2 separate regions of the Mus musculus genome follow, and region 2 is linked to region 1. A link is a contact called in public promoter capture Hi-C data. All regions are on one chromosome and are shown on one strand. Each heading gives the region's core, a stretch centred on a gene start, on an enhancer-like site or on the middle of the called end of the contact. The rest is flanking DNA. Distances are from core to core; before and after follow the strand shown.

The links. Capture Hi-C pulls out chosen DNA fragments and counts their contacts.
Region 2: a promoter capture Hi-C map of adipose tissue shows a contact between it and region 1. The contact joins two enhancer-like sites. A contact is called at or near these places in 5 of 484 Hi-C or Micro-C datasets (the C2C12 cell line, embryonic fibroblasts, muscle stem cells and 1 more), 1 of 115 datasets of contacts at active chromatin or transcription factors (a colorectal cancer cell line) and 3 of 9 other capture datasets (adipose tissue, liver and pancreatic islet).

Annotation. Positions count from the first base shown.
Region 1 is chr15:54,789,342-54,793,834 of GRCm38.p6, reverse strand. No RefSeq gene overlaps it. Among named protein-coding and RNA genes, the nearest start is that of Ccn3, 46 kb to the right of the region's middle. Within about 2 kb of position 2,349, at least 17 of the 459 cell types and tissues checked have an H3K27ac peak or open chromatin away from gene starts, as enhancers often do. A contact at or near this core is called in adipose tissue, where this site is marked.
Region 2 is chr15:54,861,177-54,865,669 of GRCm38.p6, reverse strand. It overlaps Enpp2 (ectonucleotide pyrophosphatase/phosphodiesterase 2), which reads left to right. Exons shown (of 25, transcript NM_015744.4): 16 at 1,599-1,686; 17 at 1,845-1,932; 18 at 2,988-3,172. Among named protein-coding and RNA genes, the nearest start is that of Enpp2, 57 kb to the left of the region's middle. Within about 2 kb of position 2,504, at least 15 of the 459 cell types and tissues checked have an H3K27ac peak or open chromatin away from gene starts, as enhancers often do. A contact at or near this core is called in adipose tissue, where this site is marked.

The DNA of each region.
Region 1 (4,493 bases), core at 1,100-3,599:
TTAAAAAGCATAGCTAGAGAGGGTGGTGTTTTAGGTCTTAAATAGGAGCCTACTACTGCTGTTTCGCTAAATAGTCATCTTGTGAAACTACCTTCTGAACATTTATTTTTATATACATGGATTTATTTTTAACCCTAGGTGGAGAAGCTTCTCTTTGTAGTTGTTAATGAAGAGTTCCGTAGGTGGTTAAGATGGTAAGAAGAAGGAACTGCAGAACGCTCAGCCCTGAGGGAGCATCCCATATCAACTCTTACGGGGCTCAGGACACATTGTGGAAGAGGGGACAGAAAGAGTGTGAAAGCGGGAGGGTGGGGAAGAATGCTGTGTAATGGATAGACGTAAGGGGGCAAAGGAATCACTTGTGATTTTTGACAGTACAGGGCTTGGTGTAACTATAAGCCTTTAAATTTTTTGATCTTTTTGACATTGAAAAGTTTTAAGGCCTAGATAAAATATTAAAGCCTGGATGGGATGTTAAGTTAGACAGAACGTTCATGCTGAGGAAAAACGTTCATGTTGAGGTAACAGTTATTTGATTAGCCTGCCATTCTAAGGAAAATTTCTCACATGTTTCTGCTTACTAGGAAACTTTCTAATACCAATATTGATTACATAGTCTGTTATGTTCTGTGCCCCTGGAAACCAACCACAATAGAAGTCAGTAGAACTGTTTTGTATAGTTATCTACAGTAAGCTTGGACCTATCTGAACGGACTATCCAACATACACTGAATCTGTGTATAAGCTTTTAAGGTATAAGGGATAGACCCCAACATAAGAGACACCTGTACTAAGATAAGAAACCATTTGGAATAAGACTTCTATTTTGAGTAGCGGTTCAGTAAAGTTTAAGTTCCCAAGACCTCCCTGGAAACTGACATTCTGGTTGGTAAGTCAAGACATGAATGTTAGACAAGTCCCATCCTTGAAGACAAGTTAGGGCATGCATATAGACAAGGCCTTCTACCACAGTAGTTTGTGTGTTTTGTGAGATAATCCCTGGACCCCAACTAAAAGCATCATATAGGCTAAGCAGTCGCAGTCCAGACTCTTGCTTGTTTAGTGTATAACCATCAGTGAATTGCTCTTGGTCATCTGTGATTCCCACCCTGTGAAGGTAGACTTATGGGGATGACATCACCCTGCAGAGGTCATGAGGAAGAGTTGTATGATTTTGATAACGTGTACAAAAAAGATGTTATGTACTAAAAACATTTTACTAATGTTATTTTTAATCATAATGAAATACTTTTTTATGTTTGTAACTTGTTCTCATGTCTATTCCTATAGTCAATATTTTCCCAAACCAATTCATCATGATTCACTTCTGATGCAGTTAAGTGACTTGATTTAGGTCAGCCAGGAAGTTGAGTACCAAGTTAGGAGCACCAAAATATGAACACAGTTCTCTGTGATTTCAAGGCTCACAGCATTAATGGAGTACTGTCTAGAAGTGGAAATGACCATGTTTTAGCTGTCTAAAATTCCTATCTCTGAACTATAGTAACAATGAATAAAAACTGATTCTGTAGGATAATTCTAAAATCATGGATGTTCTCAACCAGGGATAGGTGTGTGTGCATGTGTGTGTGTGTGTTTGTGAGTGTATGTGTGTGAATGCATGAGTGCTGGAGTGCTGTGTAGTATTAGGGATAAGGTGTGTTTGATGTGATATAGTGACGATATTGTATCTGTGTGTGCTAGATATGGTAAAATAAATGTTAAAAGATGAGTTATGCCTGGACAAGCTGGATAGGAAGGATGAAGATTAGAAGATAAGAAGAATCTTCTTTATCTGGGAAGGAAGGCCTCGGCGATGTCGTTCTAGATGTAGGGAGTTTCTTCCACTTTGCCAGAAAAGGGAGAGTCTGGCTGGATAATGCTAGGGCTGGTGTGATCAGCCAAGTGCATAGCAGGAGTCTATAGTTGGTGAGGTAGAAGGCTATTAGATCAACATTTGTTCTTTAGAAATGTTCATTTGTTATTCTTAGGAGTGCTTTTTACTTCTTCTCCAGAAAACCACAGCTCTGAGTATTACTCTTGAATAATGCCTAACACTCATTTGGCAATGAGTTAGACAGACTGCTGTTACAGATTCAATAAAAAACAGCTTTTTAAAAAACCCTCACACAGCTGCTTGAGGAAACTGATCTCTTTACATGTGGTCTCATCTCCAAAGAAAAAGGAATTAAAAAAAAAAAAAAAGAGTCATCTCCCCAGAGTGGGGAAAAGTAGACATATTTTATTTTGGGTCAAGATTTCATTGACCAAACACCCAATGTTACCAAAGCAGAAGCCCGGTCACAGTAGCTGGAATTCAATAGCTGGCTAATTTTCTTTTCCACAGTTCCCTCAGTGTCTCCAGCTCCACCCTTTCCTACTTGGCCTGTGTTTACAGAGCCTTAGGCACAGTCATGCTGGTTGATTTCATGTAATCATGGTTAAAGGGATCAGCAGCCTGTGTCTAGTTGCCTGGTCAGTCGCTGTTGACTGCTGAGCACTCTGACAGGATCATCTGTGGCCAGGGAGAGAGAATGACATGAAACTAGGCATAAGACCATAAGATGCCATTCAATGTTTGAAGAGAGCGAATGGTCTACGAGCTAGATTACAAAGTCTAGTGCATGAGTACAGGCAGTGAGGTTATATAGGGACTGTGTTTTGAGGAGCAATTCGTCTTTGTAAAGAGAAGCATCCATGGGTTGACTTCAGAAAAATCGGTGCAGTTCAGGAGGATGAAGCTTGGGCCTCTGTCCCAGAAGTAATAGAAATCTAGATGATCTTTTGTTGTTTTGTTTGTTGTTGTTATTAAAGAAAATCTCCAGAGTTGTTATGTTGGCAACTAATTTAAGGTATGTATTTTAATTGTGTTTCTGTAAATAAAAGACATATGTACATTGCATTGCACACATCGTATAGGAAACCACTTTGTAACTTCCAAGGGCAGAGAGATGAGAAGAACAGCAGATACAAAGCAGTTCGGTGAGTGTTTTGATAGGAGAGGCCTAGGTGTCCTTTAAGACTAGTGGCAAGGCCAGAATACGCTGACTAAACAAAGTGGCCTCCAACTTGACCAGAGCTGGATGGGTGAAAGGCAGTACAGTGAGGCAAACCCCAAAGGCTGAGACTGGGGAACCATGGTTCACAGGGTGTCTTAGTCAGTGTTTTAACTGTGACAAAACACCATGACCAAAAAGCAAGTTGGGGAGGAAAGGGTTTATTTGCCTTACACTTCCAGATCATAGTTCATCACTGGAGGAAGTCAGGACAGGAACTCACTCAGGGCTGGAATCTGGAGGCAGGAGCTGATGCGGTGGTCGTGGAGGGGTGCTGCTTACTGGCTTGCTTCCCGTGGCTTGCTCAGCTGCCATTTTCTAAAACCCAGGACTACCAGCCCAGGAATGGCACCACCCTCAATGGTGCCCCATTGATCACTAATTGAGAAAATGCCTTCCAGTTGGACCCAACTGTGGTTCCTTTCTCTGTGATGACTCTAGCTCGTGTCAAGCACACACACACACACACACACACACACACACACACAGAGGCACATACACACACACAAAGGGCTGCTATTTACAATTAGGCAAATGGAGTCTATGGCAAGTTGATTTCTGCCTTTTGTAATCAAAGAATATTGAGATATTAGTATTTTTCTCAGTGATGAAGTCAATAAATGTGATGGCAGGATTGATCAGAGACCACTTAGAACTCACACCGGTAACAGTGGTAACAGTAACTGTGCTTTTTGGCAGCTATTAGCCATTCTGTAAAGGAAGAGAACAAAGAACCTGATGACTTGGTCAATGGCTGACTCAATTGTTGTCATCACAGCTTCTTTTTTGAGTCTGGTCTTCACATAGATCAGGAGCCTTTAGGCTGACTTTATGCTAATGGAATTTGAGACCATTAAAACACTCAACTTTGATTATACATCCTGCCCTCTAACCTAATTCAAGTGGAATGTGGGTACCTTCATGGAGCTTTTTATAAAAGGTGAGGCACCCAGAGGCTGGTGAAGGGCTCATCCTTATAAGGATGGCATGCTGGAGAGTGCATGCGTTAAGGTTGCACGCACACTGAGAGAGTGAAGAACGAATCTTGCTACTAAGTGGAATGACCCAGGACAGAGTCAGAACAAGGATGCTACTTCAACATGGTAGGAAACCATGGGATGTTGGACTCAAAAGACTTGAGATCATAAAAGTCCTGGGGGAAAAAAGGAGAGAAATGGTTTCACCCTAAGGGACTCTCAAGAACCTTCATAACTAAACACAAAAGATACCTTTTGGGGTCAAGACTATTGTTAGATATAGGGTAAAAGTTAGTGGAAATTTGATGCTCGTCATACATGTCTGCATCCTGCTTTTGATGACTGCATGGCACTTCTGTAGGAGAATGCCCCTGCTACTAGGATTCCACACTCAGCATGTGGTTGAGGCATCATGCCTACACTGACTTCAATTGAGCTGTTAAAAGTCTTTACTGTAGCA
Region 2 (4,493 bases), core at 1,255-3,754, 72 kb before region 1:
CATGCATCACTGTGCACAAGTTTTATGGCAATATTCTCGTCTCTATCTTTTATCCCTTGAGCAACTTGAAATACAGGTAGGGTGTTGCTGAGGTGGTCCTGGTTGATGTGATTGCAGTGTTTGTGGAAGGCCCCTGGAAGTGTTAATCTCAAAACCTCTGTTGGTGTGGACATGCTTCACATCGCTCAAAACCCAACTGGTGTTTGCCTCCATCAAAAGTCTCTTCCAGATCAGGAGACCACCCTTTCCTTTGGAGTCTGCTGTAGAGCATGTCTGGGGGCTTTGCCACTTCTACAGAGTCAGCTGCCACAAATTTAGTCATTTTTTTACATAGACCTGGAAGTAGTGTTTTCTCACTCATTCTTGTTCTAACTTCGATTACAAGATAAGTGTGATGAATATGCCTGTAGTACTAATTGAATAAGTCGATGTGCTCTTGAGCTGGTCAATAGTTTATAATAGTTAATAGCTAAGCATGAGAAGATCATGAAAACGGTGGTTCCCTAGAAACTCGTCACTAGAAAACAGACGCGCACACAGCATGTAATCTCTTACAGTAACTGTAAAAGAACAAAAGAATGATATGAAACTCAGAAATTATTGGAACCACATAGAATAGACTAAAATTTATGTAGAATTGTTTCATAAGAGACATGCCCTAAATAGCTTGGCTGACTATGTCCTCTGCAGGACCTTAAATGCTGGGGGCACCAAGGAACAGAAAAAAAAAAACTTGGTGAAGTTGTCTAGTTTATATAAAAAAGTCTATTTTGGAGCAGAAGTTAAGTGAGAGATGATAGTAGTTGAGCAATTTAGTGAAGAGCAAACGCAGGTATTAAATCCTTTGAAGTTCAGGTTGCGGAGTTATTATACATACATATGTGTAATATATTTACATACACATTACTATCCTAGGTCTAAGTTACTCTTGGGTAGAAACCAATTTGTTAGATTTCTTTATTTTTCCCCAAGTGCTATTCTTCAGTAATATGGGCCCTGCCTGTACTTAGGCAATACTTAATAACACACTTAGGTAATGGGGTCTTTCTGTCACAAAGTTAAGAGTAAATGATCCTGATGTCTTGCAAGCAATATTTTCATTTCCTCCCTACTTCTAAACAGATTTTCTAGGTAAGGCCCGGCTTTTATTAACTATGCTATGGTTAGTGTTAAATTGATCATGTCATGAACTCTGATTTTTCTTTTCCTACCAGGTAAGTTTACCTACAAACATTTTTTATAGAATGCAGAGCTCCACGAACTGATTCAACATTGCGTATTTTTAAATGCCTCCTGTGTTTTGGGACTGAGCTTGGTGATCACATAGCGGGGAGAGATATTTTGTTAAGTCCAAGCATGAGACATAGAGAGACTTTGACTTCTTTTCAAAACCTCCCCTTTAACCTGGGGTAATAAGCAAAGCCATGGCACCAAAGAAATGAACAGACGTCCCTTGTCATTGCCATGGGAATGATGTAATCAAAACAGAGACACTTGGCTTCAGATTTTTTCAGGGATCCTATGTACTTCCAAATTTGCTTTCTATCAGCTTGCTTTGGGGCAGAATCCTAACAGATCATAAAATCGTTTTCACGTAGGAAACCTTTGGACGTTTATAAGAAGCCGTCAGGAAAATGTTTTTTCCAGGGTGACCACGGCTTTGATAACAAGGTCAATAGCATGCAGGTATGTCTACAAAACTGAACTAAATATGAGTTTCATAATTCTCTGGAGGGGATGGAAATCATGGGATTTGTGAAGCTGTAGGATGTTCCGACACAGAAGAGATGCTGTTCATGGAAGCAGAAATGGTTAACTGTATTTCTTTTCTTTTCTTTTGGAAGACTGTTTTTGTAGGTTATGGCCCAACTTTTAAGTACAGGACTAAAGTGCCTCCATTTGAAAACATTGAACTTTATAATGTTATGTGCGGTAAGTCACTTGTTCAATCAAACCCGGTGAAACTTTTGGTCAGTGAATTTCCTTACAGCTAGAGAAAGAAATGAGGTGTCTATTTTCTAAGACCTCTCCCTAAAAAGAAAAAAAAAAGTAACTTGCCCATTGGTTCAAAGGACAGAATGTCACCCCCTTCTAAGGCTTCTTTGTGTTCCTTCAACAGTTGACTAATGGGGAGTTTTCATAGTGTTGGTGTTGGCAGCCTTTGGCTGATCTAACATAGCATTACAGTTTGACACCGTTGGTCGGAGACACGATGAAGCAAGAGTTCCACGCAGACAGAGCGTTCTCCGACCTCCCTCTCTTACATTGCAGCCCAGTGAAAAATTTGCCAGCTTGCATCCCAGCCAGCTATTTATGTGCTCCTAATTATTTTTCTTCCTTGGGCTTCTCATTGCTGAATGAGGACAGCTTTTCCTATTTAGTAAGGGAGTGCCAGTCTGGTGGTTAGAGGGGGAGTCTGAAAGTCGGGTCTCCTGGGTTCTTTTCCCAGGTTGGCTGCTAGCTCTTCACTGTCCTGTCTCTCAGCTTAGGCAAGTCACTGTGTGCCCACTTGGCAACCATTCAGTTGCTGTGAAATCACCCCGTTTATCCCTTGGTGGCCCATCAAGGCTCATCACCAAAGCCTCTTCTTGTCCCCACACTTTTGTGGAGTGCATTGAAGGGCAGGCTGTGGGTATTTATTGATTATGTCTTATTTCAAAATTTGGTTTTTGAAAGTCTTGAAGAAGTCCAGAAGGACAGTGGTCCCAACATTGTCACACACACGTTCCTTCACTCCAGTTTTTTTGGGATGCCTTATTCATGCGCTTGCAGTGAAGAGAAGTGTTATTTCAAGAAGTGTTAGCAGGGCATTGTGAGGTTAGAATGGTTTAGGAGATGTGCAAGGAATGGCTGACGTAATTTAGTTTGTTCTCTTGTGATTTGTGTTCAATATTTATAGGCTCTTGGAAGGTGAAGGGTTTTGATTCTTATCATATCTCATCAGAGAACAAATAAGAAACACTGCATTCTTTTTTTTTCCCTATCAGATCTCCTAGGCTTGAAGCCAGCTCCCAATAATGGAACACATGGAAGTTTGAATCACCTGCTACGCACAAATACCTTTAGGCCAACCCTACCAGAGGAAGTCAGCAGACCCAATTACCCAGGGATTATGTACCTTCAGTCTGATTTTGACCTGGGCTGCACCTGTGATGATAAGGTAGAGCCAAAGGTAGAGATAATCTTTCTGCTTTATCATTGGAAATGTCTGTTTGGTGTATAAAGCATTGTTCAGTAGAACTGTCTCTGATACTAGAGTTGATTTTTGACTCCGACATCTAAAATGGAGCCAGTGACTGAGTATGACTGAGGGTAAAAAAATTTCACTTTATTGTTGTAAATTTAAGTTTAGTATGCTGAATAAGGTTCGTGACTATCATCTTAGACAGTTCAGGTCTGGAGAATGAAGGAGCAAGAATGTTATTTTTCTGAATTCACAATATATAGTCAGAAGCTGGGTCTTTTACGCAATTGTGAATTTCCAGTGATTCATGGTGAGCCGTGAATAATATCAGTGATTGGTTTATAGGTAGCTATGTCAAAGTGGTTTTGAAAGACACTTGAAATGTTAAGGGATTCCAGAGAACTATTTGCAAAACCTGGGCAGGGAAGAAGGGTATCAGTGGGAAATGGGAACTGCTCTGGGGCCTTGCAAGGCCTAAAAGGTGAGGGCAGGTAGAAAATCACTGGGGAGATTGAGAGGAGTGAGGGAGGGAGGAAGGGAGGATGGAAGAGAGAACTGTGCTTGTTAGAAGACTGAAGCCTGAACATTGTGGCTGGTGATCTGGAAGCAGAGCACTCCAGGCTCTACTGCCTCTACTCGGCTCCCACTGCCTTCCATGGTAGAGCCTGACTGTAAGCCAAAGGACAAGGATATTCTTTACTGCAGTCCCTGAAAGTCACCTTTCTAGGTGAGCAGGGTGAGGAAGGTACAGGATGGGTGTCCTTGAAACCACACCACTGCTCGTTTTAGATACAAAACAACAACACAACACAAAACAACAAAACAAAACTCCAAAGTATTAAGCAATAACTTGCTTATTGATTTGTTTTTTAAGTTAAGATTTTTACATCTACCAACCAGTGCTCCTATTAGCAGAAATGAACCAATGTTTCCACAGAACTGAAAAGATGCTTGTGCAAAGCAAAGGTGTCTGTTCATTTTTATATGCTGTTTAATTATAGGTAAAAGGATGATTTTTTTTCTTAGCCTCAGAAAAGTGGATAATAATTTTCCTATTGCACAGTCTCTTTTTCTTACCATTTGTCCCCTCCCAGGATTCTGTGGGGGCATAGGAGCCACAGTTTGGTAGGTTCTAGAGAGAACACATTTCCCCTTCCTCTACCTTTCTGCATTCATCTTCTTCCTACCTTTGCTCTTGATAAGAACCTGAGAGGCTAATGAGTGAAGAGGAGGCAACTCAGAAGCTGGGGTGTGAGGCTGCTCAAACCAATAAAAACCAACTTACTAAGAGGATGGCAAATAGATTTAG